Regions from separate parts of the Mus musculus genome. Here all the other regions are linked to region 5. A link is a contact called in public HiChIP or PLAC-seq and promoter capture Hi-C data. All regions are on one chromosome and are shown on one strand. Each heading gives the region's core, a stretch centred on a gene start, on an enhancer-like site or on the middle of the called end of the contact. The rest is flanking DNA. Distances are from core to core; before and after follow the strand shown.

Evidence for each region. Promoter capture Hi-C pulls out the DNA fragments that hold promoters and counts their contacts. HiChIP or PLAC-seq counts read pairs in DNA pulled down with a chosen protein or histone mark. Capture Hi-C pulls out chosen DNA fragments and counts their contacts.
Region 1: a contact with region 5 is called in an H3K27ac HiChIP or PLAC-seq map of embryonic stem cells, with 4 times the contacts expected there. The contact joins the enhancer-like site here to the promoter of Dnajc3 in region 5. A contact is called at or near these places in 2 of 39 promoter capture datasets (cranial neural crest and hippocampal neurons), 4 of 115 datasets of contacts at active chromatin or transcription factors (the SCID.adh cell line, astrocytes and embryonic stem cells) and 1 of 9 other capture datasets (macrophages).
Region 2: a contact with region 5 is called in an H3K4me3 HiChIP or PLAC-seq map of stem cell-derived neural progenitor cells, with 5 times the contacts expected there. The contact joins the enhancer-like site here to the promoter of Dnajc3 in region 5. A contact is called at or near these places in 7 of 39 promoter capture datasets (the C10 cell line, cranial neural crest, embryonic stem cells and 3 more), 1 of 484 Hi-C or Micro-C datasets (cerebral cortex), 6 of 115 datasets of contacts at active chromatin or transcription factors (astrocytes, cardiomyocytes, differentiating embryonic stem cells and 3 more) and 1 of 9 other capture datasets (embryonic stem cells).
Region 3: a promoter capture Hi-C map of stem cell-derived epiblast-like cells shows a contact between it and region 5, with 4 times the contacts expected there. The contact joins the enhancer-like site here to the promoter of Dnajc3 in region 5. A contact is called at or near these places in 5 of 39 promoter capture datasets (cranial neural crest, embryonic stem cells, hippocampal neurons and 2 more), 4 of 115 datasets of contacts at active chromatin or transcription factors (T-cell acute lymphoblastic leukemia, astrocytes, embryonic forebrain and 1 more) and 1 of 9 other capture datasets (macrophages).
Region 4: a contact with region 5 is called in a promoter capture Hi-C map of liver, with 2.5 times the contacts expected there. The contact joins the promoter of Ipo5 here to the promoter of Dnajc3 in region 5. A contact is called at or near these places in 4 of 39 promoter capture datasets (the C10 cell line, cranial neural crest, erythroid cells and 1 more), 2 of 484 Hi-C or Micro-C datasets (B cells and the G1E-ER4 cell line), 6 of 115 datasets of contacts at active chromatin or transcription factors (astrocytes, embryonic stem cells, fetal liver and 3 more) and 1 of 9 other capture datasets (liver).

Annotation. Positions count from the first base shown.
Region 1 is chr14:120,358,616-120,364,740 of GRCm38.p6, reverse strand. The region is part of intron 2 of Mbnl2 (muscleblind like splicing factor 2); the gene reads right to left. It overlaps Gm26679 (a long non-coding RNA gene), which reads left to right. Exons shown (of 3, transcript XR_003951152.1): 2 at 1-39; 3 at 1,803-2,379. Among named protein-coding and RNA genes, the nearest start is that of Gm26679, 27 kb to the left of the region's middle. Within about 2 kb of position 1,935, at least 38 of the 459 cell types and tissues checked have an H3K27ac peak or open chromatin away from gene starts, as enhancers often do. A contact at or near this core is called in astrocytes, embryonic stem cells and macrophages, where this site is marked.
Region 2 is chr14:120,293,976-120,300,227 of GRCm38.p6, reverse strand. The region is part of intron 1 of Mbnl2 (muscleblind like splicing factor 2); the gene reads right to left. The region is part of intron 2 of Gm52122 (a long non-coding RNA gene); the gene reads left to right. Among named protein-coding and RNA genes, the nearest start is that of Mbnl2, 21 kb to the right of the region's middle. Within about 2 kb of position 2,732, at least 142 of the 459 cell types and tissues checked have an H3K27ac peak or open chromatin away from gene starts, as enhancers often do. A contact at or near this core is called in cardiomyocytes, extraembryonic endoderm stem cells, liver and 2 more, where this site is marked.
Region 3 is chr14:120,395,400-120,401,710 of GRCm38.p6, reverse strand. Mbnl2 (muscleblind like splicing factor 2) reads right to left here. Exons shown (of 8, transcript NM_207515.2): 6 at 5,107-5,260. Among named protein-coding and RNA genes, the nearest start is that of Gm26679, 9.7 kb to the right of the region's middle. Within about 2 kb of position 3,235, at least 29 of the 459 cell types and tissues checked have an H3K27ac peak or open chromatin away from gene starts, as enhancers often do. A contact at or near this core is called in stem cell-derived epiblast-like cells, where this site is marked.
Region 4 is chr14:120,908,866-120,914,434 of GRCm38.p6, reverse strand. It overlaps Ipo5 (importin 5), which reads right to left and starts at 3,241. Exons shown (of 26, transcript NM_023579.4): 1 at 3,092-3,241. The coding sequence starts at 3,181.
Region 5 is chr14:118,933,376-118,939,462 of GRCm38.p6, reverse strand. It overlaps Dnajc3 (DnaJ heat shock protein family (Hsp40) member C3), which reads right to left and starts at 1,531. Exons shown (of 12, transcript NM_008929.3): 1 at 1,293-1,531. The coding sequence starts at 1,374.

The DNA of each region.
Region 1 (6,125 bases), core at 686-3,185, 1.4 Mb before region 5:
ATGTGGAGTGAGCCAACGTTGGAAAGGAAATGGCTTAAGGTAAATAGCTTATTAATGATCCCAGAACTGTGGGTGCTAGTAAAGATTCTGATTGAGTTATCTACAAAGCCAAGGGCAAAAACTTCCTTAGGTCCTGCTTCCACTCTCCTCCCTCCTCCCTCCTTCCTCCTTCCTCCTGTCGGGAAGACCCTGGATACTAGAGCTTGAGCCCTCTTGTTCACACTGCTCATTGTTTCTGTGAAGGAAACTGTAACAACAAGATGATTCCAACTTGCAGTGAGTATGCTGCCAGTTCACCTGTCCATCCATCCGACCATCCATCTATCCACTCATCCATTCATCTGTCCATTCACCCACTCATCCATCCACCCATCTATTCACCATCCATGCACTCATCCATCCATCCATCCATCCATCCATCCATCCATCCATCCATCCATCCATCCATCCCATCCATCCACTCATCCATCCACTCATCCATTCACTCACCCATCCATTCAGCCATCCACTCATCCACCCACCCACCCACCCACCCACCCACCCACCCATCCACTTGTTGCATATTTGATTGTGTTCTATGGCAGGCACTATTCTCAGCATTAGAGAGAAGGCAGTAATGAAACAATTCAAGAGTCTTGTCTTCATGGAATTTACATTTTAAAACAGGAAGATAGACAATCAACAAGATCAAATAATACAATAAACATTGAGGGGCCAATGAGATGTCTCAGTCAGCAAAATGCTTGTTGCACAAACTTGAGTACCTGAGTGCAGATCCTAGCACCCACGCACAAGGTTAGGTGCAGTAGAGCATGTCTGTTATCCCAGTGCTGGGGAGATAGAGGCAGGAGGACCCCTGGGGCTTACAGGCCACTCAGTCTAGCAGAATTGGTGAGCTCACACTCTGAGAAATGTTCTGTTCCAACAAATGAGGTAGAAAATGGTTAAGGAAGGCAGCTAAGGAAATGCAGTGTGAGAGGCCTAAAAGGTGTTAATGGAGATTGTTTTGCTTTAGGACGCTGTGGCCAAGGAAGATCTCAATGTGAATGGGCCTAGGCCATGCGAAAGGTGCAGGAGGCAGGGTCCCAGAGTTCTTGGATTGGCCACCAGGGCGCATCACTGGGCCGATGGAATCTGAGGAGTGAGAAGAGTCAGGTGCACAGAGGGTGTGGCTCACCCGTCATCAGGAGATCTTGGCTTTCACTCTGGTGAGATGCAAAATCAATGGAGGGTTAATGCACTCCACTGAATGACGGAGAGGCTTCCATGTCCCTCACATATTTTTTTTAAATGTATTAGCAACTTTAATAAATTATGAGGAAGTGCATTATGTCAAACTTGCAATCGCTAAATACTGCTGATCTCATACAGAACTCCATTTAGCACTGCCCTTGTGATGGGAGAGTGGGGTCAGAGCTGAGAGAGTCTGGAGGGTTTAGATACCAGGAGCTCAGAGGCAGTGGGCTTCCTGTTTCCAGCCCTCAGGCCCCTCTGTGTCCCCTCCTGGAGAGGAGCAGCCTTCCCAGAAGCCTCATCTCAGCCTTAAGATACAAGCATCTGGGAAATGACCAGGTCACTGCCACAGCTACTCCTGGGAGCTACATGGTAGGGACTAAACCAATCCATTTGCGTGGCAGTCTCAATTTCTCTATGACAGAGCAGAGGAGAGGCCTGGGCACATCACCACCACCATCCCAGTGTGAAACTCACTCACTCACAGGGGAGAATAGCCCCCCCCCGTGCCCAACACTCAATCTCATCCTTCTGCCAAGCATTCCGTTCTTTCTCCTCTTTCACTCTAGGTTCCATGCCTTGAACTATCTATGCTGCTGAAGATGACCTTGAACTTCTGATCCTCCCGCCTCTACCCCATTCCCCACACAAGTATAAACAAGTGTGCAGACCACACCCTGTGTAGCTCTGGGTATGAACCCTGGGGCTTTGTATGTGCAAGGCAAACATTCTCCGGAACTGAGCAACACCCCCAACCCTCCTCAAGTTCCTTTGTCTTTTCAGTTTTGGCTGGGCTCCATTATCAGACTGCCAGTTTCATTTTTTTTTCCTGCTCTGTCCCCCAGGCAGAGGAGAATGAGCCCCAAGGGGACAAAAATGGGTAGGAAAAGAAGGCAGGGCCACGGAGCACTGCCGTCTAGCACTCAGACTGATCATTCAGCTTCTGGTTTTACATTTTAAGCTAACGCATGGGGTGAGCCTCTAGCCTGGCAAGCACAAGGTTGACCAGGAACCACCACACTTGAAAAGTGGGTCGGACCAGGATGTCTACTTTCAGGTCCAAAGTCCTGAGGCTCGGGCATTTACCTCCTTTTTTTAAAATTAGGTATTTATTTCATTTACATTTCCAATGCTATCCCAAAAGTCCCCCACCCACTCCCACTTCTTGGCCCTGGCGTTCCCCTGTACTGAGGCATATAAAGTTTGCACAACCAATGGGCCTCTCTTTCCATTGATGGCCGACTAGGCCATCTTCTGCTACATATGCAGCTAGAGTCAAGAGCTCCGGGGTACTGGTTAGTTCATAATGTTGTTCCACCTATAGGGTTGCAGTTCCCTTTAGCTCCTTGGTTACTTTCTCTAGCTCCTCCATTGGGGGCTCTGTGATCCATCCAATAGCTGACTGTGAGCATCCACTTCTGTGTTTGCTAGGCCCCGGCCTAGTCTCACAAGAGACAGCTATATCTGGGTCCTTTCAGCAAAATCTTGCTAGTGTATGCAATGGTGTCAGCGTTTGGAGGCTGATTACGGGATGGATCCCTGGATATGGCAGTCTCTAGATGGTCCATCCTTTCATCTCAGCTCCAAACTTTGTCTCTGTAACTCCTTCCATGGGTGTTTTGTTCCCAATTCTAAGAAGGGGCAAAGTGTCCACACTTTGGTCTTCGTTATTCTTGAGTTTCATGTGTTTAGCAAATTGTATCTTATATCTTGGGTATTCTAAGTTTCTGGGCTAATATCCACTTATCAGTGAGTACATATTGTGTATCTTTTTGCCATGTGTACATGTAATTACGTAATTTCTCCTGGGAAGTTTCTAGAACTTGCTTCTTCCTGAGTTTCTGGTTAGTCCTCCCACTGAGCACTGCTGCTCCATTGGATAGTGGTTTTCCACCAGGTCTACACCGTCACGCAGGCCACCAAAGATCAGTTATAAACAAAAGTTATTGGGAAAGACCCACGTGACAATTTCCAGAGCTGTAAATTCTTCTGTGAGATACACAGAATACAGACACCAGTGAAATCATTTGAATAGGTATGGTTCCTATAGACTCATGTGTTTGAATGCTTAGCTGTGGGAAGCGAGACTATGAGGAGGCATGGTCTTATTGGAACAGGCGTGGTCTTGTTTGAGGTCTTCTATGCTCAAGCTACGCCCCTGCCCTGTGTGGTACACAATCTCCTGCTGCCTGCAGATCAACATGCAGAACTTTTGGCTCCCCCAGCACCAAGCTTGACTGCATGCTGCTGTGCCTCCTGCCATGATAATTAATGGACTGAACCTCCGACACTGTAAGCCAGCCCTAATGGAACGTTTTCCTTTATGAGACTTGCCGTGGTCAGTGGTGTCTCTTCACAGCAGTGAAACCCTAAGACAATCATTGATTGTGCACAGAGATTTCTAGAAGGCGTGTTCCCCTCTGGAGATGGTGAAAGCAGAGGGGAAAAAAACTCAATGTGTAAAAGATAAATTTAAAAATTTCAAAGACCAATAAACAAAAAAAATGTCAAAACTGGAATGTTAGTTGTGATCTCCCTACTGACAATTGAATTCTAAACTCATGGATTGTGGTCAGAACAAACCCCACGCCATTCAGACAATGTGAAGAGGAGCCATTGCAAGGGTTTCCCACGGTGGACTCATTTCTCAGTGGTGTTTCGTATTTGCTCTGAACCATGGTTCGTTGCAGTGCGAGCAACTCAGAAAGCATTAAAAATGCAGCGCAAACAAATCTGTCAGTCACCAGCCAAAGGTAGCACAGTGGACGGAAATAGCAGAGCCCTTGACCCAAGGAGCCCATGGAATTAGCAGAAGACTCAGAAGTGCTGAAGGTAGATGAGACACATCTTTGTTTTGATCGTGAGAGAATACTGGATTTTATTAACGTCTTTTTATTCAACAATGGAAGCCATCTGCCCCCCATTCTATTATTGTGTATGGCAGCGATCTGTTTCCACATGCTTGGAAGGACTCTGCCCACGTCTGGGGCACTTTTAGACAAGCACACCAGAACTTTCCCTTTATGTGCCATCTCTTCTAAAGCTATTGCCTAGGCTAAGTCTTTTCTAGAATGTTCCTCTTTTGCACTTTTTAGAAAGTGCAAAAAGTTACATTGCTTCAGCCTAACACTATGTGGGAATAATTGGTCATAACCGTTTGCCTTCAAGTGGGTAGAAGGCATAGAAGGGCCCTTTCCTCGCTTCAGAGAAGCATGTTGGTGAGCTGCACAGAAAGAGGCAAATGGGTAGCTTAGTCACGAGGAGAACTACTGGTACTTCGAAGTTCCTTTGAAGATCCTGATTCAGGGTTGGGGCTCAGAAACAAGTTAAGGACAAGGACCACTGGACCCTCCCCATGCTTGCTTCAACAACTCCTGTGAACTCAAGAACAAACACTGGGCCCCCAGCGTGTCAACCAACCATCCTCATGGTTTTGTGTTGTAGAAAGACATCTCAAAACTCAAAGCTATTTCAAGAAATTCAGTAACAGCACTTTACAGGTAATATAATTTCAGTTTCCTGGTTTTGCCTTCCCAATATGTTTCTCTTTGTTTTCAATTAAAAACATAATTCTGTAAAGCATTCCTTAAATGGAAAGCTTAAATATGTGCGCAGGTTCATTTTCTTACATTTAACTATAAACATTACAAAAAATGGGGAAGTAAGGTAAGCGGAGAGAAGCTGAGCGTGAACAGGACAGTTCTGTCACAATTACCATGTGTGCATGTGTGTGTGCGCATGTGCGTGCGTGTGTGTGCGTGTGTGTGTGTGTGCATGTGTGTGTGTGTGCATGTGTGTGTGTGTGCATGTGCATGTGTGTGTGTGTGTGTGTGCATGTGTGTGTGTGTGCATGTGTGTGTGTGTGCATGTGTGTGTGTGTGCGTGCATGCATGTGTGCATCTGTGTGCATGTGCGCGCGCATGTGTATGTGTGTATGAGAGTGCAAAGGCCAGAGGCTGAAGCCAGGAGAGCTTCTCTTCACTCTCCACCATGTCTTTTGAGACAGACTCTTTCTGAACCTGAAACTCACCAATTGGCCAAGACCAGCTGTCCAGTAAGCTCAAACCCCAAGGGTCCTCCCGTCTAAGTATCCTCAGGTTTGGATTACAGTCATATGACCGCATGCTCAGCTTGTTGTGTGGGTGGTGGGACTTGAACCCAGATCCTCCAGCTTGCACAGCTGGCACTATAGTGAGCAACCCAGATCTCTTCTGACGGTTCTTTGTTTTTTTGTTTTTTGGGGTTTTTTTTGTTTGTTTGTTTGTTTGCTTGCTTGTTTTCGAGACAGGTTTTCTCTGTGTAGCCCTGGCTGTCCTGGAACTCACTCTGTAGACCAGGCTGGCCTCGAACTCAGAAATCTGCCTGCCTCTGCCTCCCAAGTGCTGGGATTAAAGGTGTGTGCCACCACGTCTTGCTTTTCAGATAGTTCTTCACCGGTCTCCATAAACCTTGTTTGTCTCTGTTGCTACAGTGTCTGCCTTGACTACGACGTCTCCGTTACATGTACTTGAGCAAACGCAGAGGAGTTGAGGCCTGTTTTCCCCGTTCTGGTTCCTTCAGTTCTGCACTTTCACAAACAATTCTGAAACAAACGTTTTCACACACACACGGTCCACCCCGCCTCCTTTCCGTGTAAGTAGAATTACTGGATTAGAGTATGGATTTTTGCATGGCTCTTAATGCATTTTGAATTGGTATATTCTAAAGTGTAACCTCATCTGAGCGCTCAGCCTATCTCTGTGTTTTCCTCAAGAGCTAATCATATTACACTGATTTTTATCAGACAATACACACATGTTTTTCTTTTTGCCTTAACTGCCAGGAAACTCAGAGCTAAAGTTCAAATCCAATAATGAGTTCATCTCAGGTGACCTGTAATATGTTTCTTTCGT
Region 2 (6,252 bases), core at 1,483-3,982, 1.4 Mb before region 5:
TCTTAAACAGAAAGGAACAAGCACGGTCGTTTCAGAGAAGCACACTGGGTATCCTGGGGCTCTCTTCACACAGTTACATAGATTTTTTTTTCATATAATTATTACCATGGATATTATCTGCTAATGTTTACAGAGAGTTTTACCCAGCGAATAAGGAAGCCTCTAGCATGCCTATCTGCTTAAATTCCACAGACAGGCAATAGGCATTCAACAGATGGACTGTGACACAGTCGCAAAGAATTCCAACTGCTAGCTTAATTCTTGAGGTTCCACAACACTCTCTCCCCAAGATTACCAGCACTGGTGGGTCCCACTGTGACCCTATAAGTGATTCAGATTTATGATCCACCCACCCCCGTGCTATTTTTGGAACAGCACTAAGTGTATTAGGACAATCTCCTGGCTCTGTGCTAAAAACAGACTGTTAGCAGCTCATAAAGCCAAGGTCTGTGTCCTTCAGCAGGAAGGAAAATGACATTTGGGCCTGTCTTCAAGTGTCTGCACAGTGGGTCTTTCTCTGCACAGGGTCAAAAATTCAGCAAGAGAAATTAATAAAAAGGAGGGAGGGAGGGAGGGAGGGAGGAAAGAGAGAGAGAAAGAGAGAGAGAGAGAGACAGAGAGAGAGAGAGAGAACGTGTGCAGTAGCTAACATCTCACACTGTTGAGCTCCCTGGAGTACTTTTTACTCGGTGCAGAAAATACCCACTGCCAGAGTCCTGTTAATAGTTGAGACAGATGACATCTACTTAAACCTAAGACTTCCATTAGATTGGTTCTAATATCAGTTCACAATGGGTGAATAGTCAGGCTTCAGAAACCTTGTTTTTCAGGTCCATCTACTAGGACAATAATATCCATCTCTTGGGTCCCTGACAGCATTATACTTTTTTAAAAAAATGTTTTTGAAAGTAAGCGTTGATGTCCTAGACCATAGCAGACACTTTAAGGGTAGTCCCATATGTTTTGGTCTTACATGTTATCTATTGTTTAGCTTCAAGATGAAAGAAGGTGATGGTACTCTGTGGTCTTGGTCTGATCTCCAAATTTATTTCAGTGGAGGGAAATAAGTGCTTCCTCACTTTACCTCAAAAACTAAGATAATAATTACACTTGAATCTAATGTGACACACTAAAACACAATGTCACAGGACCCATCTTAGAGTCACAGTCCTGTCCTACCTTAAAACAAACAAACAAACAAACAAACAAGAAAACAAAGAACAAGACACAGTCAAAAGAGAATTATAAAATATTTTTGTTCCTAAGAGGAAGTAAAAATAGAAATGTATTCTATGTAGCTAAACTCAGCTCAAATGTTCTTCTCCAAGGAAGACGTAAATTAAGATACTTAAATAGCTACCACTCCTGTAGAAAAAAATATCGCTATCTGTTGGGTCTTGAAAGCATCCAGAGACAGTGTTAACAATAACAGATAAGTCATTACCACTCCACAGGTAATGAAGATGATTCCTGAAAACGGCTTAGATGACCCATTGCCAAGGTTAGTAAACGAACGAATGCCACCTGGTCCTCCCGGCAGGCATCACTAAGTGATCCCAGCTTCTTTACCCCTTCAAACTTAGGCTTGGCATCAAAGAACATCTCACAACAAATTTCCAGGCAGACAGCCATCAGAAAGTGATCAGAATTCCCATGTGAGTTGAAACTGCCCCCAGACTCGGTCAAAGTTTACCTCTGAACACTTATGAAATTAAAACATATAAGGAGCTTGCCTGGTGAATAAATGAAGTCAAGGAGGCATAATTCTCATGTGAATATTTACCCTACTCACATGACTAAACTTCCCAGCCATCTCATTAGCATTCATTAGGTATAAATATCTTAACACCACTTATAAATCATTCTTATCTCTTCATTAGTAAGAGCTTCTTAAGGGTCATCCTTAGATATGATACCCTTGGCCAGCTCAAAGTGCTGTATGTCACCATAATTAATAAAACTGTATATCTTTATGAATGGTGTATAACTCAGGTTCTCCAGTAATTGGATTGAAATAAAGTCTTATCATGTGTTACTTTATATACATAACCCTCCTCCAGCCTATACGGCACCGGTCACCCGAAACGCCCCTATTTTTATGAGCAGTGTGAAGATGTACCCAGAACTGATTTCTTCAAAACAAGCACCATGAAACAAATGTCTGATTCTTTGGCCAGCGTGCACTAGCCTCAAAAACAAACAGGCCATTATATGAGGGGCAGAAAATTGAGATTACAAAGCCACTGAAAACAAGGCACATTATCAGCTGGTCTCCACTGCAGAACAAAAGTCACAAAAGCACCCCAAATACATGAAAAAGCCAAGTTTCTAAGTTTCCTGCAGCCTTCAACGGCTTAGGGTAGTCACCCCAAATAGAATACACCTTTCTGTCAGATGCAGTTTCCCTCAGGTCCTCTCATTTTGATCCACTACCAAGCTCTGATCTATTTCTGTCCCCTGCCCTTCATTTCATTGTTTTCAGACTTACCGTAGCCTGCATTTACTCAGAACAGCTACAAAAGTCACGGTGTTTAAAATGCAAGAAAACATGAACTGCAAATACTTTATGAGCCGGCTTTTAAACTTTTTGACGTCCGGCACTATGTGAATAAACTAAATATAAAAAAAAAATCACGTTGGAATTTTCCAGGCAGTCGTATGACCTCACCCTGTAAATTAGACTAAACGAGGAGGAGTTTTGAAACCACCATTATTCAATGCCATGTGAGATGTTTTTGTTGTTTTCCCCCCTTCTCAGACATTTCTAGCTTGAGGGGAGAGTAAAATCCTGTTCGCAGCATGGCCACGAGGAAGGAAGGAAGGATGGGGCTGCTCTGCAAGTTTTTGCCCTGCTATGGAAGACTCAGTGCGTGCGGAACAAGCAAGGATCCAGGCCCAAGTTCCCTGCGTTCTTTCCCCCCAGTCTTGCTGAACAGTAATGAGAGCAGAGATATGTCCCAGAGGTAAACATGGCCACTCCCAGCCCTGTCCACAGCGCATAAAGCAGTCTTGTTTCTCCTTACCTTATTTGCTGGCAAATTTAACTCTTAATTCGTGTGGCTCTCCCTTGAAAGAGGGAAGCAAGCAAGCGGGGAGAAAGCAAAGCTTATGGCTTAATGCTCAATTGCCCGTTAGTTTTAGTTTATTGATGAGACTTGATACGTCCCAGAAGCAAGCAATTAGAAGGAATTTGTTAATTAGAAGGACTCTCATATCATGATATCCTTCTCCCCGTTTCTTTGCTTGCTGCTCTTCAGCAGAGCCGTCAAACCTCCCTTCTCAAAAAGAGCAACCTGCCCTATGATCTGCTGCCCAGAAGAACAACCACAGCCACCTACCCTGGTCCCTGTCCCCTCTAACCTCGCCCTCATCTCCTTGAGGTTGACTGTTCTGCTACGTGTTTACAGCTGGAAGATTCGCCGATGGACCTTGAGACCAGGCAAGGGCATCTCTGTGGCCCAGCACCCTGAACTGCGTCTGGCACAGGCTGTCTGCCCACCTCACGATTGTTAGCTGAGAACCATCAAATGGAATTTTATAAGAAAATAAGGACCAAGACTGTTCTATCCTCCAGGGCAAACGGAAATTCACCGGATTTCAACTGCACTGGAATTTGGCGCATTCAAGCAATAGTGACTGAATCAGTTTTTCACCCCTACACGCAGTGTCCGTGGATTTCATGGGCCACAGCTGCAGACAGTCCCCTGGGGAACTCAGGGGAGGGGACCTGACTGGGTCAGTAACACAGAGCTTCTGCCAAACCTGGGGGTGGGGGTGGAGTCAACAGGCAAAATGGCGGGTTCTCCACGGAAGGCACTCGACCTCCCTCTCCTCCTCTGCTTTCATTTTCCCTCTCTCAGAAGCTTTCAGAGGATGATGTCAGTGGAAAATGACTCCACCATGCAAGCCAGTTATAGTAGCATCCCCACAGATCCGAGCTTAACTGTACTCAAACTGTCAATCAGGCAACATAAAGCAGGAAAAAAAAATAAGTCCTTCTCAATCTAAGCTCTTTTAAAGCTCTGTGGTGTCTTCAAGCCCTACCCTTAGGGCTCCAGAGACCGAGGTAATTCACGTATTACGTTCACTGGAACATACAATCCTACACCTCTGTTACACCCTGGTATCCTCCAGGACTGAAAACGGCCAGTCTCTGTGGTTGCGGACCAGCGCCAGGCCTCACACTGTGCCCTACAAAATCACATGCTCTTGGTGAACACAGCGTTTCTACAGAGGTCAGGAGTGCTAGTGCCCTTACTGCCCAGCCAAGATCCTGAAAGTGAAGCCTCCCTGAGCCAATCACAGGGCCTCATCTCTGGTGTTTCGATCCTCAATAGAGAGCTCTGGCTCCTGAACAGAGGGCATGGAAATGGCTGAGGGACGCTAAGCAATGAGCAAAGTCTATAAAGAGAGCAGACTACTGCATCCACGTACCCACTCCTCACTACATGCACAGCCTAGGGAACGGCAAAGGAAAACCCTTAGTAACTGTGCCTGGTATTCCCAAGAGCCAGTCTGTAATTGATGGTTCTGGGAAGTCTGGGAATGTAGGTGGATTGGCTCAAAATCCCACCCATTTCCTTGCAGCTAAGCCCAGGTTTGGGGAGACACCATCTCTGGTCTGTGAGTACAGGTCCAGCCTTTCCTTGGCAGCTTTGGAAGGCATCAGAAGAGTGCAGAACCAGGCAGGCAATCTCCTTTTGGAGGAACTCCATGTGTGTACACAGTAGGAGCTCATTTCCTCCTATTGGCTTTTGTTCGAGCAGTTTCCTTTGATAGAGGATGTATTCAACTCTCTGGCACGGCTGTCTATTCCAGGTATACTACTTAACTCAAGCAAGGCCTACTCCAGCTGCAGTCAGACCCAACTTGCCTACCTTAGCTTGGCCTTCCTGTCTTCTATTTTACATGAATACTTCTCTATTCACCTATCCGGGATTAACACAGAGTCAGTCAGGCTTCTCCGTCTTTGGCACACACACACACACACACACACACACACACACACATGTGCGTGTATGTATGTGTGCACGTGTGCATGTGTATGTATGCTCTTATGCATTTGTGGGTTGATCCGTAGGTGTTATTTCTGACTTCTTGATTGGCTGTCGATCATTTTCTTATGCTTCCTTTCCATGCTAACAGGACATGAAACAAACAGATTTTAATCCATATTCTCTAAAGGGAGGGACTGGGCTTTGTGAAGATGATTCAGAATGTATTTGAAAACTGTTAGTTATATTTTGATTGGGACATATTTTGAAAACCTTTCTCAAGTAAAAGCTGGAAAGATTTTAGGTACCAGGGTATTATACACTTCTGTTTTCACTCCCTCTGTTTTTGAGTTTCTTTTCCACTATTCTGCTCCTGTTTCGCCCTGTGCGTTGATCGAATGGATTCTAACCACACTTCGTTCTTTGTGCATGGTCCAAATTGTATGACCCAGAGCTCCGGCCAACACCTAACTTTCAAAAGTCTCTCTGCTATTGATGGGGGGTGGAAGTGACTTCTTCTAACACAGGCAACTAGGTCACCACATTCAGGAAGGAAGTGGGGTCTGGTTCCAGGAAGCACCTGGAAACAAGCACCCTTGCTTATTCTCTCTCTGGACAACAAAGCCATTGACCTTCCTCCAGGGCTCGAGTGCCAGAATGACTGACTGACAGATGCCACCAGAGACTTTCTTAGCTCCAGAGAAAGTCCTGCACTCATTCATTCATCTCCAAAGTTTAAATTCAGGAGTTGGGTCCTAACATGGTCTACTTACCATCTGCTTAAACAACCTAAAAACAGGCTGAGTGGAGACAGAATTAGTTTTATCTGTGCCAAAACAGCTCAAGGAATGGCCGACTATGGAGACTGTTCAAGTGCTCCATTTTCACACATGCACATTGTGAAACCCTTCAGATATAGACCCTCCTGTTTCCAAAAGCAACCACATTTCAACTATGTTAGAAATACAATGACTCCTTTAGTCCGAGATAGCATGTTTCAGGGGCTCACCATTTCCACCAAATGTAAACATACCCCAAAGCCTAGCATAAAATTCTTTTTGCATCATGTAAGGCCTTCTGCGTTCTGCTGAGAGAACAACGGGGTCTTTGTGAGGGAAAACAAGAGTTGAACTTGCAAAAATGCTTGAGTTGAAATCACTGATCATCCTAGACTGCTTGGAGGGCTGTTAGGAGTATACCCACCCCCAAAAATATATCTTAACTATTATGTACATGATCTTTAAAATTGGGTTTTAAA
Region 3 (6,311 bases), core at 1,986-4,485, 1.5 Mb before region 5:
ACACACACACACACACACACACACACACACACACACCCTTCTATACGCTTCTTCTGAATTCTCTCTAATATTTATATATGCTGGAGTTTCTAGAGCCTGCCTGGGTCCTCTTTATTTAATTTTTTTTTCCTGCTCTGTGGATCTTCTATGAGCGTTTCAGGCCATCCATTCCCAAACTCTCACTGATTCCATGGCTTCCATGTTTTGTGCCGTGCCAGGCTGAAAGTCTCTCTACCTAACTATTCTCCTGACCTCCCCTCTCCTCCACGAGACTCTCCGGCGGAACACGCTAAGCTGTGTTCTTTCCCGTCTGGTCTCCTGCGCATGGGGAAACATGTGACCAATGCCATCGCTGTGTGACCTTTAGCCTCCGTTGTTGTAAGATGCCGCTGTTTCCTCATGGTCATCCCAGGTCCGTCTCCCCGCTGAGCCAGCACGTGGCTGCTTCTGAGCCGCCGAGGGCCTGTCTGCCTAGCCATGACTTCTGCTGCTCTGCAAGTTCCCATCCCAACACTGCTACTATCAGCTCTGCCATAGCATCCCATTGGGCCCTCCTGCTCCTCTCTGCTCCAGCCTCCACTCTGCTGGCACACTCACTTTGCTTCTGGGAAGGCTTTGCTGCTTTGAGGATGGAGGCCCTTCTAGCCCAGACCCTGACTGCCTCCCGACCTCAGCACTCCTCCCTGGTACCGAGGTCCATCTGGATGGGCCTTCATTGCTTTCAACTGAATACTTTAGACTTTTACTCTAATTTTGGGCTCCTCTGCCCCTGATCTAGAATACTCTTTAGCCACTTCTTTCTTTCCTCAGGTGTCAAAGTATGAGCCATTTCTTCAGAAAATCATCTCATCTTAGTTTCCCCATATCCCCCATCACCTAAGTCAGTTTCTGTTTCTGTTTCGTTTTAATTATTTGAACTCTTTGCCTTTTCATTTATACTACTCTAAATGTTATTAACCTATTTATATGAGTGCTTAGCATCTTTCTCATTCTGCTGTGGACTCAAAAAGGCAGAGATCCCATTTAACTAGATGCATAAGGCACTTCGGGGTACCCCTGTTTGTAGGTCAGTGTTCCAGCCGACTGTAAAAAGCACTTTGGTGGGGGGGGAACTTACTCCTGAAAATTATTAAAGGGTCTAGTTTGTAAAATATTCCACTTTAGAGTTAACTGTGTTAGGCTTCAAAGTCACTGCTGAAAAATCCCCCTTTATTCTTACTGTGTTTTATAGTGAACAGGTTTTCTCAAGGGCTTCCTGGGTTAAACTAGTGAAATACACAAGGGGTGTCAACCATCAGAAACTGTCCCTGCAGCCACAGAGAGCAGTGTGTCACTCTGGCTTGTGTCTTGGATGTGGGAAGTGCTTGACCACGTGACTTCACTGGGCCCCTCTGTGCCGGCTAAGAGTGATTTGAACATGGGGCGTATGGCGCTTAGGACAGGTGGATTGCTCTCTTCATGCCAGATCCTGGTTCTGCTCTGCTTTCCAAGCCACCTCTCCACTTTTCACCCAGCTGCACCCTTTGGTCTTCCCACAGATCCTTCGAGTAATGTATACTATTGCTACAGGGACTGGGGCTCTATTCTTCAAACCTACTCTTGTCATACCTGCCCAGTATGTTCTTCCCCTAACGGTGCAATCTTACTCCCCTTTAAAGTTGTTAGCAAATTCTCCTGCTTTGGAAAATATCCCTGCTCTGTATTGTTCATGCCTGCATCTGCTGAAGATGAACACCTTGCCTCTCACCCTTCCACCCAGCTCATCCTTCATGCTGTGGACTCTGGTTTTTACCCAGCTCTGGGACCCTTTATATTTTCATAGCATGTCTGCAACTCAGACCATAGCACATGCTTCAGGAATGCTCAGTGCACCAAATAGAGTCCATACGTCTCCACTGAGGGTGAACAGACCTTTTACAAGTGTGTGAGAAACTTTATGAAACGTTTATGGTTTCTCTTTACTCGGAAATGTCTGGCCTAGAGCCTCCCACAGGCACTTCTAACATAGTGAAGTATTTTAAGGAAGGACTCTGCACTGCCTTTTCTCTGACCTGATCAACGTCTCACCGGGATGCCGGTGCTCTGTACAAGTAAGCATCTCAGCCGTTTGCTTCCTTCCTCCATTGCACAAGTACTTCATCCCAAGCTTCTGTGGGCCAGAACTAGTTGGGTAATTCTTAGTGGTGTGCATGCCGTTTTGTAGTGTAAACACAGCCTCAGTTTTTCCATCTGCAAAATGCAAATAACTTCTCGCCACTGACAGCACTGTGCCATCTTGAAGAACAATGACAGTGTGTGCAAGAATACTTAAGAGTCATTCAGAATAAACTTGTCACAGAGATGCCCAAAGCTATTTATCACACGGCTGTTTCTGAGACCATGGGTGATTTTGCCACCTTCCTATCATAGCAAGGGAAATGTATAAACTTCTTAGTTAAAATAACCTCTATAATTTTTTTTGTTTTTTTGTTTTTTTTAAAAAGAAAGAAGCAAGAGAGGAGAATTCCACCCACCATGGTTGTAGAGAATAATCCCATATCCTGTGCCTTACATTGAAATCTTAAAGCCTAGAGGCAGATTGCCTAAGATTCAAATTCATATTGTGTCAGTGGGAGGATTTCAGTACATATAAAAGTTTTGCTATGCATGGCCTTCCACTGCAGGGAACCGTCCAAGAAGACACACACAAAAAATGCTTTTGATCTGTATGTATGAAAACTGCTTATGTAAAACAGTAACAGAAAGATTTAAAAAAAATGTTCATTGAAAATAGTGGGTTAACCATCTGCTAAAAATCACCACACAGTGTCATCACCTGATCTGCAGAGGTTTTAAAGCAACCAGGGTAAATAATTACTATTGCTGTCACCTTTTACATAAAGTTGGAAACATTGTTTATAAGAAAGATTCCCTGAAGCAAACAAACAAGAAAGCCTACCACAATCATGGAGATTTTTCTGTCAATGTAATTGGGTGAGAGCTTATGCTGAAATTATTTCAATAAAATATTTTCTATCACTTCAGAGAAGTGTAGTGAATTTGTTGGAAGTTCAAATACCACTCCAGTACACAAAATTCACATGGTTATCCACTGTGATCTTTATAGCATATAGCAAATATGCTATAAGCACTTGTAATTCACAGAACTAACCGGGCTACAGTCCACCTTTAAGCTTCCAAAGGCTACAGAAAGTCGCCAACACAGTTGAACTGTTCCAGGGGAATCCACCAGAGGGCGGACAGACACAGCCCAGCTAACAGGGACTGTTTACCATTACCCATCCACAGCACTGAGCTATTGCTTAAGCTATGCTATTCACCCTCGCTTTGCAAACACTTAAGGGCGTCTCTACAGAATCTTAGAGTGGGGACGCTTTTGATGAATTAGTCAACCAGTCCATACTGGATTGGGGTATTCACATGATGTAAAGGGCCTCACTGGAATTCCCAGGAGACGGTATCGTCTGTATTACCCACTCTTCAGAAACAGACCTTGTCTTTCATAGTTTCTCATTCAGCACTTTTTTCTGTCCCTTAAAGTATATAATGGCCACAAAGTCTACACTGAGACACTTGTAGTAACCACACAGGATCCTCAGGGTGAGCTGACCTTCTGGTGATTATGTTATTTCAGGTGTGTTACAATCATAAATACGCTAAGCTAAGACAGCACGGAATGCCATTAATTAAGGTTGCAGTGGGGTAAGATATGAAAGTATTTTAATATAGATTGAGAACTCATGAACTTTCTGACAGTGCATTTCTATTAATATATATATATATATTATTTATTGGTTACTAATTCATTTAAAATACTAATTCATATAGTTTACCATTCATTTATAGTTTTTATACAAAGGCTGTTACTAGAATAAACTCCAACCCTAATGCTCATAGGTATGGACTCTAAGATTAACATATCTAATCACATTGATTAATGATAGTGTCTCCTTGTTGTGATGGGACAAGGAATATGGGCTTGGAAAAACTCAGTGGATGTTCTTTCCAATAAGGTTCAAAGTCACCTGTTTCTAACAGAGACTAAAAGGTAAAGTTGGTCAAGTGAAGATGACCATGTCTGTGCGAGTGAGTGAGTGTGTGTGTGTGTGTGTGTGTGTGTGTGTGTGTGTGTGTGCGTGCGCGCGCGTGTGTGTGCATGTGGCCGTGTCTGCAGTCTCTGAACTGGGTAAAATATTGCGGGGGGTGGGAGGTGGGGAATCGAGTTAGAATGGGTGTTACATTGTTTTTCTTTACCTGAATGGATTTTTCATGCCACTTCAAAAACAAAACCCCATTTTAATCTGGTTTGGGGGAAAGTCTGTAGACTTTTGGGGCCAGTGGAGGTGGTGTAATGTTATGTAAATGGAACCGGGCACTGGAACCTGGTGTTTGTGTCAGCTCTGCCACCTTGGAAAGTCACTTCTCATTATCCTGGGGGCCTCAGTTTTCTCATTTGTAAAACAGTCCACTGGATGAGGAATTCATGAAGACCCTTCTGCCCATGAGACCACGTGGTAAACTGACGGTCTCCAGCGATTGGTAGGCTAAGGGACAGTAGCCCCTCCTCTCATCACTCATTGGCTTAGAACGGAGGACAAGCACTCCAGATAGCTGTGAACTTGGTGAGAGTGGAGAAGGATGAAGAGAGAGAGAATGGATATAAAATACGAGCAGAAGATTGCTTTCATTTGAGTAGCCTTAGACTTTTTAGTGCTCTGAACAGAAGCAGGGAAAAAACGGTTAGTATTTACTGGAATTTATATTTTTAGGTCATTGAGTGTTAAGGACAAATTTCAATTATCTCATATAAAAAAAATCTTGCTTGCATAAACTATTTTTGGGGGCCTGCGTAAATAGAAGAGACCCAAAGCTTTAACCGCTCCCTGTCTCTCAAGCTAAATCCCACCAAACCCTTTACTTTAGAATGCTAACTACCTTTAGTTATCAAAGCAAGGTCAACAGGTCTAGGTAGCCAGGGCTGTGGTGGGCCAGGCTGTATTCGCACCTTCTAAACGCAAACTAGATGCCTTGACCAAACAGCTTAAAGAGATGAGAAGAAAGCACGTGACTGGAAGGACACAGGACACAGACACGGAGAGCACGTACCTGTGGGGATGAACGCCGTGTGCTGCTGCAGCTGCGCACTGGTCAGAGCCTGCTGGTAGTGCAAGACGCTGGGGTTGAAGACCGTGCTGGCCCCGTTGCTTTTTTCAAGTGCTTGTCTCTTTGGTAAGGGATGAAGAGCACCCGGAGGGAAGGCCTGAAAGCGAAGAATTCGATAAGATGTGTCCAACTTAAAGCAAGCTTGCATTCCACCTCCACAGAGATCATCAACTGCAACATTCTCTTTCTCTTTTCTTTTCTTTTCTTTCTTTAAAAAAAAATGACAGCTAAAGAGATGCCTCTGCCATGCACCTTAATTTAAACAGCGGCAATGTCGAATGAGTGAGAATTTGTTATTGAGAGCGGAAGCATGAATTCTGTAACCCAAAAACAGTAGCATCTCAACTAAGGGAAAGAAAAACTACCAAGCAACAACAATGGAAAAAATGGCTTCAGCTTTTTTTTTTTTTTTTTTAATAAATACAGGTTAAACTACACTAAGGGGAGAAAGGAGCATTTGGCATTTGCGTTATTATTAATATCTATTCTTTAACTGAATGGCAGTTTCTTGAATTTAAAGGTTAATAAGAATTACAATGAGCATTTTTTCTGAGCCACATAATTTAAATTTGCTTCACTCTTTGGAAAAGGTATTAAAATTTTGTTAGATTCAATATTTATTTCCCAGATTACATATGCAAATGAGATGACTAAACACCTTATTGAATTCCTCCATTTTAAAATTAATAATAATGATTGGCTGCAACCAGTATTTTACATACAAATCTCGGCTGGTTCTCTGAAAAGCTACATGCAAAGCGAAAGGTGAAAGGTCAAAGTACCAGGTCTACAGTTGCTTCGAGAGGTCGCTTCAGTGCTTTGGCAGTCGACTGAGTCTTTTAATAACAGGCAGCGAGCACATGATGGCAGTGGGCCAATGGGATTCAAGCGAATTAACATACAGGTAAACAGCAAGCAGAGGTGCATCATGGGAACGGCATTGCATTGTGGATAGGTGAGAAGGAAAAAAATATTCTGAATGCAATATACAACGTACAAAACACTAGGCATGCACAACAACAAAAATGTTCTCTAAAGAAATGAATATTACACCTTAAATTAGTATCGAAGCAAAAAATGCATCTACTATACCTTAGTTAAAAGCATATAAGAGAGTAAAATATAGATGTTTGAAATTCAGGAAAGTT
Region 4 (5,569 bases), core at 1,992-4,491, 2.0 Mb before region 5:
GTCCTGAGTTCAAATCCCAGCAACCACATGGTGGCTCACAACCATCTGTAATGAGATCTGATGCCCTCTTCTGAAACATTTAAAGACGGCTACAGTGTATTACATATAATTAATAAACATCAGATAAAATTGTCCAGTTATGGATACTATATGCCTTTAAAATGCTTGTCAATTATTTATTTAGCTCCTTATTGGGGTTAATTATTGTATCCAATACATGAACATTCAAAATCATTTTCTTTCCTTTCCTTCCCTCCCTGTTTTGAAGTAGGGTTTCTTTACTCAGCCCTGGCTGGCAGGCCTGGAACTTACTAGATTAGGCTGGCTCTGAACTCAAGAGACCCTTCTGACTTGGCTTCCCCAGCGCTGGAATTAAAGATATGCCCAACTCAAAATCATTTCCTTAAATACGAGAAACATTTTCTGTAAAGTTAGAAAGGCCTTGTAGATTTGAAGAAGAAAAAAAGTATTAAATGGTCTGAATAAATGAGCCGGGCGTGGTGGCCCACACTTTTAATCCCAGTACTTGGGAGGCAGAGGCAGGCGGATTTCTGAGTTCGAGGCTAGCCTGGTCTACAGTGTGAATTCCAGGAAAGCCAGGGCTACACAGAGAAACCCTGTCTCAAACCTCTCCCCCACCCCCAAATAAAAGGAGAAACATTTTAGAAAATTTAAGTCTTTAGACCACTTCAACAAAATGTAACAATGTATGTTGTAACAATGTGAGTTACACTGTTCACCTCCTTGTAAGAGCAACAGTGACCTTAGCCAGGACCCTGTAGACTAAGTATTTTTATTTTGGCTGAATAAATTTACAAATATATTCTCGGAGCCCATGCCAATTGTTCAGCTTCAATAAAGTATTTTCATAGTTGTTTCATCTGACTTAGTATGTCCTCTTGTTTGGGTTACTTATAAATCTCCCCAAACAAATTGAGGAGCTTTTGTGCCTTTTTTTTTTTTTTTTGGCGTTTTTCTAGGAAGTTTTATTTACAACTTACTATTATACCATATGGTATCAAGGACCACCCTGACCCCGAATTTGCTCTTTTGCCAAGTTAAGAAAATTCAGTGTCGCAGTACTCACTTTCTATATACATTCTCAGGACATATTAAGGAAAAACGTAGTACCTAAATATCTCCACTAGGAATAGAGACAAAGAGTACTTATTTCCGATTGTTCTTTATGAGAAAATGCGCTGAATGCTACTAACGATCCCTAAAGGGATGTAAGAGATAAAAAGATTTACAACAGGCACCAAATTGGAATTCAAGCTGAACCGGACACTGGTATTTAGTTCAATAGAAGAGCGATTCCCCACCAGGCTTGACAATAGACTTAAGCAACTGGAGGGGAGGGGGAGAATTAAACTAGCTTACTAATTACAAAGCAGTTCTGCTCTGCAACACATGGAAATTTCTATTATAGGGTGGGATTAAGAACTTGCTTTGGTTTAAAAAAATTACCTCGAGTTTGCACAAAGTATCAAAATGTTTAGGCATCATCATATCCTAAGTGGAAACTGTTGCAAGTTTACTTTTACGCATACTTTTACATACATATACTACCTTCGTCCAGACAAGTATACACGTTATTTCTATGTGCAGTACTCTTGGACCGCACTAAAAGTATCGGATTACTCACTCACAGGGAGATGCACCTATCTATATAATGTATGGTCTTCTGGGTGACAATGTGAAAGAAACTGAGGGAAAATTCAATTTGCAGAACTATGTATACTATAAATCCACCCAGGTAACATAATGTATACACGAATGCTTTTAAAGATACGTTTTCAAGGAAGGCTCATGAAATAAACGTGGAGAGTGGATTAAGAATTGTACCCTTTGAATTTCCCCCTATACACTGCATATTACTTGAATAAGGCGGGCATGGGAACTGGTGCGCTCAGGAAACTTGGCTGGGGGACTGCCACAGGTTTGAAGGGCCTGTGTAAACTAGAGAGCCAAACATCGCTATCTCCCCTCCCCCCAAAATTAAAAGCACCATTAAGAAGGACATAGTTTAAAGCACCATTTCACACAGAAGTTAAGTCTCCAACTTCTTTACTTACTAAAATCTAAGTGTGGCCAGATTATCCATTCTACTCAAAGCGAAATTAGCAACTGTTTTAAAAGACAGCTCCCAACTTTAGGTCGGTAAGTACAAGACATGTCAACGTCACTAGCTATATATAAAAGACATCTTTGCTTTGTAAGTAAAGCTATTCACACATCCTCAGAGTCTCCTAAAAAACTTCAGACCCATGGGTCGTAAGGAGCTCCACGTATCAACTTTCCTAGAAATTACCTCACAAAAATCTGAGCTTCAACACTAACAATGTATCTTCCGTCTTCTAGTGAGCTAATAATATTATTGCTAGCTTGCAAATGGGCTTATAACTGTATCTGAAATGGAACCCTTGATCTAAGACTGATTGAGAACGATCTGTGTTATATGAAAAAGAGATGGCACTGGCCCAGTTAGACAGCCACAGCCCCCAGTATATCCCGTTTATAAGCCCAAATCTCTAGAGATCAAACAAGATTCGAAGGAAGAAGAGCAGAGCGAGGTGGTCAAGCAGGGATCCCTCAAAGGCAACTTCACACGATCTTGAAGGGACCGGCGTGTGCAGTTCCTTTTAGAAACCAGAAAGGGGCTCGGGGGAAAGACGCCGTAAGGCAGCGACAGGCAGGACACGCGTTCTCCCTGAGCTGGGATGGGGAAGGGAGCGGCTGGGGTGGTGGGGGAAGCGGGACGGGTCAGGAGCTGCCGGGGTCTGGCCGCCCGCGAGGGCTGGCGGGCCACGCGGGGAGGGAGAGCAGGGCTGGGGTGCAGGGCCCGCGGGCGGGGCGCGTCAGGCGCGGTGGCACGTGTGCGCGGGTCGGCGGCGAGGCAACCGGCGCCGCCGCCGCTGCACGGGCCGGAAGGGCCGGGGCCGGGCGGGAGGCGCGCACGTGGGCTGCGGGGCCGCTGTCCGCCAGCCGGGCCGACCCGCGCCGCTCGGCCGGCCGGCCGACGAGCGCCCAGGGCCAGCCGGCCGGCCGCGGAGGAGAAGGATCGGCGCGCCGGGGCCGCCGATTCGCTTACCTCCGCCTGTTTCCGGACCACATTGTCGGGGCTGAGCAGGTTTCCCAGGAGCAGGTAGAACTGTTGCTGCTCCGCCGCGGCCGCCGCCATTGCGCTAGGCGTGAGAGAGAGAAGGAGGGAGCTGTGAGGCGCGCTGGCGGGCCGGCGGGAGGGTTGGGGGCGGGCCCAGCGCGGCGACCGGCACCAGCGGCGGCGCGGGGATGAGGGGCCGGGCGAGAAGGGCGGGGCCGAGGGGGCCGAGGGAGGACGGGGCGGGGCCTCGCGCCCTCTCACCCGGCCGCGGCCGCCGACGCCGGCGTCCCATTGGCTCGCGGCGCGGGGGGCGTGCCCGAGGCCGCCCCCCCTCGAGGGCCACGCCGATTGGTCACGCACCCTGCGGTGTCGTCACTCCAGCGCGCGCCGGGAGGCGGGGCTGGCGGGCGTGTGTGGCGGCCAGAGGGCCGCTGTTAGGACGAGGTTGGGGTTCCCGGGGCGCGGGTTGGGAGGAGCCGATCCGGCTGGGCCGCCGCGAGGGGCGTGAGGCCGGGCCCGGAGGAGGGGCCAGCTCCTGAGCGCGGGAGATTTCGGCGCCGCGGGCTGGCTGGACTCCCTTTCCCTGCCGCCCGCCGCGTAGCCGCGCCTTAGGGCTTTGGGGCCCCGGGACCCCCCTCCCTAACCCCATCCCAATCCCCCCAGCAGCGAGCACACACGCATACACACACCCGCCTCTGCAGACCCCTCCATCTGTCTGGCCCTGTGGTGTCGTGTCGTCCCCCTCAGCCTGTGACTCAGGCGGTCCCTACCCTCCTCTGTCCTGTGACTCACGTCCAGGGACTGTCCCGGAAGAGGGGTTGCTCATCACGGACTCTTCCCCCCTGCACCTCTCCGTCCCGGATCAAATCACGCACGCTCCCCACCCGGGAACTGCCACCCATCCTGGTGTTTGGAGCTTCCTTGCTCTCTAAGGATGGGAGAAGTCATGAGCCACTCCCTAACGTGGTCGATCCATTGATAGTTGATGCGTGCCAGCATGGAGGGGACCAGAGGCTGCCTCCCTCTCACCTCCTAAACTCTAGTGCTTAAACACCAGCGTTGGCCCATCTTTCTATCTGGGACTGCCTAAACAGGAGAGAGCAGAGCTCAAACTGAAACACTTTGAGAATCATGTCCTATTCAGAATCATGTCTAATGTCCACAGACTCAAATGCTCATATCAAAAGAAAAAAATAATGTATGAAATGGTCCTACACTGAAAAAAAAAAAAAAACAATGTGGCCCAAGAATGAAAGAGCATCCCCAGTTGGAAACTAGTTCTACAAAATAGATGCGCTGGCCTCCAGAAAAGCAGAACGTAATCAGGGTTGCAGCTACACCTATAGAGGGGAGACCTTTCTCCACAATTCAGATTCTGTTGTAAAAATCTTGACTGGCTCTCAGCTCCCAAGTTTATCCCAGCTCCTGTTTGCCCAGACTCAGTTAAAAGCCTACTGTGTGTCCAAAGCATTGCCCAAGTTGAGGATGACAGCAGGTGAAAAGGGGGATGTATGTCTTGTGTCAAAAGGACTCGACTACTTCCTAAGGAATAGGTTTCCACAGCCTGAGGCCTGTAACTACAGCTCAGCAGCTCATGGGATTTATGTTGAAGTTTTTTATTTCTTGTTGGCAATTGTGCATTTTGAAAGTATTAAATATTTTCTCTTGGGTGATTTTAAAGGTTGGTCTTACATCATCCATGGTCAGGTCATGCAAAATCTGGCCAGAAGCCCTGGGATCACGTGGAATTGTGGGAACCAGTCCCGGTTTCTACAGTGGCATTTAGTTGATTTGTGGAGAAAGTCACCCCCTCTACTATTAGCTGCCACACTGGCGGGATTCTTTCTCTACAGGAGGCCAGCAAAGCTATTGTGTAGAACTGATTTCCTACCTTGAATTCATTCTTTGGCCACATTTGTTTTCTTCAAGGTCAGACCATTTCCGACATTAGTTTGGAGTCGATTTTTTTTTTTTTTAATTTTGATGTGTGTGTGTGTGTGTGTGTGTGTGTGTGTGTGTGTATGAGAGAGAGAGAGAAAGAGGGGTAGGACATGAATTACTCATTCAGAGTTCTTAAATTGGGGAATTACATACTAACAAATTTATTTATTTATTTATTTTTGGCTTTTCGAGACATGGTTTCTCTGTGTAGCCCTGGCTGTGCTGGAACTCACTCTGTAGACCAGGCTGGCCTTGAACTCAGAAATCCACCTGCCTCTGCCTCACAAATGCTGGGATTAAAGGCATACGCCACTGCGCCTGGGTAACCAATTTTTAATTAACTAGGTAACAGTGAAATAAGACAAATTACCTAGAGGCTTGCAAATATATATAGTCGTAGCTAAAACTATAGATTTTCCCACAAATCAGATTCTGTTATAAAAATCTTGGCTGGCTCTCGACTCCAAGTGTTTATCCCAGTGCCTTTCCCCAGACTCTGCTGAGAGCCGAATCTATACATTGCAT
Region 5 (6,087 bases), core at 282-2,781:
GAGATGAAATGCTAAAAGTCCTAATCCTGCAAAGAACAGAAACTCGAATAAGGTGCTTGATCTACAAGCTCCTGGATGAGGTAAGGCAAACAAAAATAAGCACTCCCATGTCTGGAGAGTAAGTTAAATCGACACTAAGTAGAGCATAGACAACTTTCCCTTAAGTTACTAAAATAAGTCACTAATGATAACTGGGCACAATCAATGCAGATGGAAAGAATTAGAAAATGAAAGAAAGTTAGAACATATGACCCATACTAAAGTGGTCCAGGCCTTCAAATTCCAATCCCCTCACTTTTGAGGCTGGCTCCAACATCAAATTATTGGTCTCAATATTGCCACAGTACACATTCTGATTTGGGGTTCAAAGAACGTATGGTGATCAGGAAGCCAAAACCAACAAAAACCATACCTTTAATGGTTAAAAACCTAAGCATATGTCTTTAAAAAAAAGAAAGAAAGAAACCCGCATAGACTTCTATGATGGTTTCATCATAAACTGTTCCCAATTTCAGTTCCTCAGTCCCTCCAAATGGAATATTCAACTGTTTACTCTTTCCATGACAACTATCCCCAGACTTACAGGAATGAGTACAGAGCAGTGCCCAGGACAGATGTCACTACAGCACCGTAACCAAGTTGGGAAGTTCAGTGGGCATTTGGGGCTTCAATGTCTAACTCCTCCCCGCTCTGACACCCAAGATAGGACAGGCCTCTATTTTTTGCTATTCTGTTGGGAGTAGCCAACATTCCAGTCTGGAGCCCAGGGTGAAACGTAAGCGCTCCCTATTTTTTTTTTTAAGAGACTTTTTTTTTTTTTTTTTTTTGCGATGACTAGAAAAAGTAACGTCAGTGGGGGGACAAAGTTGAATGTCGCCTTGCTGGGAACTGTGAAGCCACAGCCAGCCCAGCAAGTTAGGCGCCGGGAGCTCCGAGCCCAGAGGTGGGCTTCTCCAGGCACCAGCCTAAGTTGCGCGCCCGACGCGGGGTCGTGAGGGAATGGGACTGGCTTCGGAAAGGGCCCTGGCCCGCCACTCCGGAACCGGGACCCGTCCCGTGCATGCCGCCGTTTCGCCTCCTCCCGGCACCCCCGATCCAGGGTCCCCCGGACGCCGGACTCCCGGCTGCGCTGGCCCAGGCCGCCGAAACCGGCCTCGCGCGCGCGGCCCGCCAGTCCCGCCTCTCAGCCCACGGAACCGGAACCGGGCTCGGACCCAGCCTCGCGCCCCGGAGCGCCGCTCCCAGCCGGGACCGGGACCCGAAGCCCGCCCCGGGAGCAGGGCGGGACTCACCTTCGTACTGCAGGTCCACCAGGACCAGCAGGAACGGGAACACCGCGCCCAGCCGGCTGCCCACCGAGCCGGGGGCCACCATGTCCAAGGGCGCCTGAGCCGAAGAGCAGGAAGGTGCGCGGCCCAGCAGCCCGCGCGGCCAACAGCCCGCAGCGAAGCGCCCCGTCCACTCGCTCGCTCGCTCGGTCAGCGCTCGGGCCTCAGCGGCGGCTGGCGCCCGGCGGCGGAAAACAGCGGTAGGCGGGGCCCGCGGAGCCACGCCCCGGGCGCCGCCGCCGCCCAATCGCCTTCCTTCTGGCCACAGAGCGGCCCAGCTCGCCCGGGTCGTGGTTGGCGCTGATTGGTTGTGGGGGCTGGCGCCCCGCCCCGCCTCTGATAGGATAACGTGGAAGCACAAGACGAGGCTGCGTCCGCTGGTCGTGGAGCTGTCAGCGGGCTCCAAACCGCCGCCGAGCGCCGAGGAGGAAGAGGCTGGGGAGGCCGGGCTGCGGCCGCCGAGTCCGCATGCGCGGGCCCTAGAGCCCTTCTGGGCCGGCCTCGCGGGCTGGCTTGGCAGGGGCGGCGGGTTCCTGGAGCGAGCCCAGATTCCTTCGGGTAGTGTTGGGGGATAAGGCGCCGCCGCCTGGGCTGGTAAGGCCAGAGAGTCTCAGGAAGTCTCCAGGGACGTCCGAGAGAGATGACTGGACTTCTTGAATGAAATGGGGGAAGAAACCCAAATAGCCACTCCGTGGGTGAAAAGGGGAAAAAAAAAGTTTATTCCAAACTGCGAAGGCTGTCTCTCGGGAAAGCAGAGAGAAGCGCTGCGCGGGCTGGGGTGATGGTGGGGATTTATCTTCTGGGTTATATGGGACCTTGACGGGCTAATAGACCCCACTGTCATAAGTTAATGGAAGAGCCAAATGTCCCTTTTCCCAGAGATAGGAGAATAACTCCACTTAGCAAGTAGGAACTATCTTCACCACCACCACCACCCCGAGGGAATGCTGGCTTTTGTCTAGATGCCCTACCTGGGGGAAAGGAATTTCTTGGGGGACCTGACACTATTGAGGTCTGCTAGTGGATCAGAGATGCAAGAGCCATTCTACCAAGTCTCACAGTTGGTCTGGGTGGCTCTCTTAAAATCCGCAGTCCTCTCAGTCTCGCCAAAGAAACTTCCAGAATCACTTTTTTTTTTAGGTTGGCTTAATGGTTTCTGGGGCTATTTCCTGCCCTAGACTAAGTATCTATTGATGCATCCTTAAAATGCTTCCAGTGCCTTTAGCTCACCCTACATAACAAAGTCCCTACCCATTACTTGCTCAGTCTTCAGTATTAGCCCTCTGCTTTCCCAAGCAATGACCTTAGTTTGGAATAAACTTTTCTCTTATACACCCACCAAGTGTCTATTTGGGTTTCTTTACTGTGCCTATTTCATTCAAAGACATAAGAACTTGGACAAGATTGTCGTTAAATTAATCAGGTAGGTTACGCCCATAGCTGCTCTGTTTGAACAGACACTATATGGCAGCAACGTTTTACACATCGCTAAATAACGTGGGTTTGTTATTCAAAGCTTTTGATACCTTAGTGTTACTTCATGCTTACAAGGACTTACACATTATGATGACTTTTGAATGAAAAAAAGGACGTGGCTGCTCTTAGGTATGGTGTAGGTAAAAGGGAGATAGAGACATCTGGGAGAGTGGACATGGCCCTGAGCTGTGTGAGAAAAGGGGGAAGGGAACCAGGTGCAGCAGCCAAGAGGGCAAAGGTTACCAAAAAGAAAAAGAAAGATGGCTGGCCAAAACGGCTGGGTTATATAGGGAAGCGCCTCTGGAGGAAGGGAAGCCCAGCCCCAAAGCTGGAGAATTCTGAGTAAAGGGCTGGACTTGCCTGCCATAGCTGCAACACATAGGGACTGAGGGATGTTGGGAGAACTTTGCTATGTTAAATAGGACCTCAGCCATTTGTCTCAAATTTGAAACCTAACATATTTGTGATTTCCTGAAGATACACTACAAAGGGTGAAAAAAGGAAGAAAGGTCTTGTTCTGTTCCAAAGAAATAGAATGTGCCGGGCATGGTGGTGCATGCCTTTAATCCCAGCACTCAGGAGGCAGAGGCAGAGGCAGGCGGATTTCTGAGTTTGAGGCTGGTCTACAAAGTGAGTTACAGAACAGCCAGGGCTATACAGAGAAACCCTGTCTCAAAAAACCAAATTGGGAGAGAGAGAGAGAGAGAGAGAGAGAGAGAGAGAGAGAGAGAGAGAGAATGTAAAGGAAATGGTTCCTGGTTGGAAGAAATGAGTCCCTGGTGAGCCTTGGTGAAAAGCACACTATTTAGATTCAGGGAATCAGGGCTATTATATCAATTGTCCTCATCTGTAGACTGGGTATGACCCCAAACCCTCAACAGTGAAGTTTTATGAAGCAGGTTAATGTTCTTCTAAACTGTAGTAGTGTCCAAAGATGTTGCTAAAGAGCAAAATATAGGAGCAAAATTAAAAAAAAAAATTTTAAAAAGCAAAATGAAGAAGCGTCAGGTGTTGTTGAAATGTGTTTGTTTGAGATACACACAGACACATGACTCATAAGGTGGAGTGCAAAGGTGGTAGACAAGCCCACTGCCCTCAAGTGAAGACCCCACACAAGTGAGGACCTTCTGGCCAAAGGAACCAACAAAACACTGAAGTATCTTGAATGAGAAAAAAGAAAAAGTGAAAACACTTGTGTCTGATCCCTCGATGTGCCTTATGCTTCTGGCCTTGAAAAGAACTGAAAAGTTTCCTAAGGAAAGGAATTGTTTTTTAAAACAATATATTTGTGTTGTAGACTGTGAATAGCAAGGAGTGCTGAGAGCCTCTCTAACAGTCACTGAGCAAACACCTAAAAATCCTGTATGTAAGAACTACAATACACAAAGTATCCCTTGAGAAAAGATGGTTTTACAAAAAATAACGTCTACTGCTGCTCTCGCGGCTGAGACCTGACAAGGAAGAAAGGCTTGATTAGCTCACAGTCGCAGAGGATATCAGCGCATCGAGCAGGGAGCGCTTGGTAGCTGCGGAAATAAAAGCCTGAGGAATACGGTCCTCGGTCATCTTGTGGAATTAGGAAGCAGAGATAGGACCGGAAGCAAGGCTACGCTGTAATTGTCAAGGCCTTAAAAGCCCTGAAAGCCTACATTAGCCAGCTAGGTCCTATGTGCCAGAGGCTCTACACCCTCCCAAAATGGCACTGCAGCAGGGGACCAGGTGCTCAAAGTACAGTGATGTAACCTGGCCGCAAGAGGTAGAAAGCAAGCGCTACCTCCGAGGATGACGTCACATCCGGCTAAGCCCATGGAAAGGTCAAAGTACTGGGCATGAGATGCAATCAATAGATGGAACCTAGTGAACGCAATCCGGTATGCTCAGGGGAGGTGGGGGGGGGGGGGAGTAGGATGAAGAACAGGAGGTGGAGGAGGGCAAGGAGGAGGCCAAGGGGAAGCTGCCCCTCTTGCCTCTGTCGAGTGTCACAGGAGCATCACATTGTCTAACTAGCATTGAAACCCAATCACAACTCAGGGTGCTCTCTGTTCCTCGACACCGTACACAAGAACCTGTTCAAGCAAGCCATCTTGAGCCGGGGCTGTCTTGTCAGGAACCTTTTAGTCTGTCAGAAGTAGTCTAAATATTATATTGAAAGCAGGAAGTTACCAAAGGGTTTCAAGCAAAGAACTTACCTCATGGGAATGTTTGTTGACAAATTTTAGAGGTCAAGCAATGTGATTGGGAGATTATCACACTAAACTAAACAGAAGAGGAAAGACAGACACAGCAGCAGAGACCGAAGCAAGCTAAACTGCAGAACTTACATGAAGCAAGTGGTAACAAATAGGGATCAGACCACTGAAAGGATCAGGAATGATACCTTAGTAGGGGCTGGCTTACAGGTTCAGAGGTTCAGTCCATTATCATCAAGGTGGGACCATGGCAGCATCCAGACAGGCATGGTGCAGGAGGAGCTGAGAGCTATACATCTTCATCTGAAGGCAGATAGTGGAAGACTGGCTTCCAGGCAGCTAGGATGAGGGTCTTAAAGGCCACACCCACAGTGACACACCTGCTCCAACAAGGCCACACCTTCTAAAAGTGCCACTCCCTAGGCCGAGCACATACAAACCATCACAGACATCAAAGTAGAAATATAAAATAGATGGTTGCTCTGCATTTGGAGTTGGGAGAAGACAACAGAGAAGAGAAATTTAACAATCGTGAAACGTGAGTGGATAAGATCAACTAAAGACAAGGTATAAAGAGAACCAAACAGAACTGTGGGGGTGGGAGGGAGGGAGAGGAGTAGGGCAACAGCACCCAGGACAGAGCAAAAGATGGAGAGACTGCAAGATGCACCCAGATTAGAAGGAAAACCAAGGAGGGTATATATTCCCACATAACCGAAGACTGAAGTGTGGATCTGAACAGAGGAAGACGGGAGCTGAGAGGCTAAGACAGGAAGGGCAGGGAGACAGAGGATTGCTGACTTTGACCAAGGAGTCTCAGGGTTGAGAACAAAAGCCAACTAAGCCCAACTGGACACAGAGCAAGAGCTGACCAGATGAATGCAGCAAACAGACCTCTAAGCAGGATGTTGACAATTTGAAATTTTCCATAATAAAACCGTTGTTGCTTAAGGAGTGTTAAGAGTCTGCTTCAAATGCAAACATCGATGAGCTTATCCTGAGAGTGTGAGAGTGGGGGTTGGGGGGGGGAGCATCTACACCCCCCCACACCCCCTCACCCCCCCACGCCCCCACCCCCCCACCCCCGGTTAGGG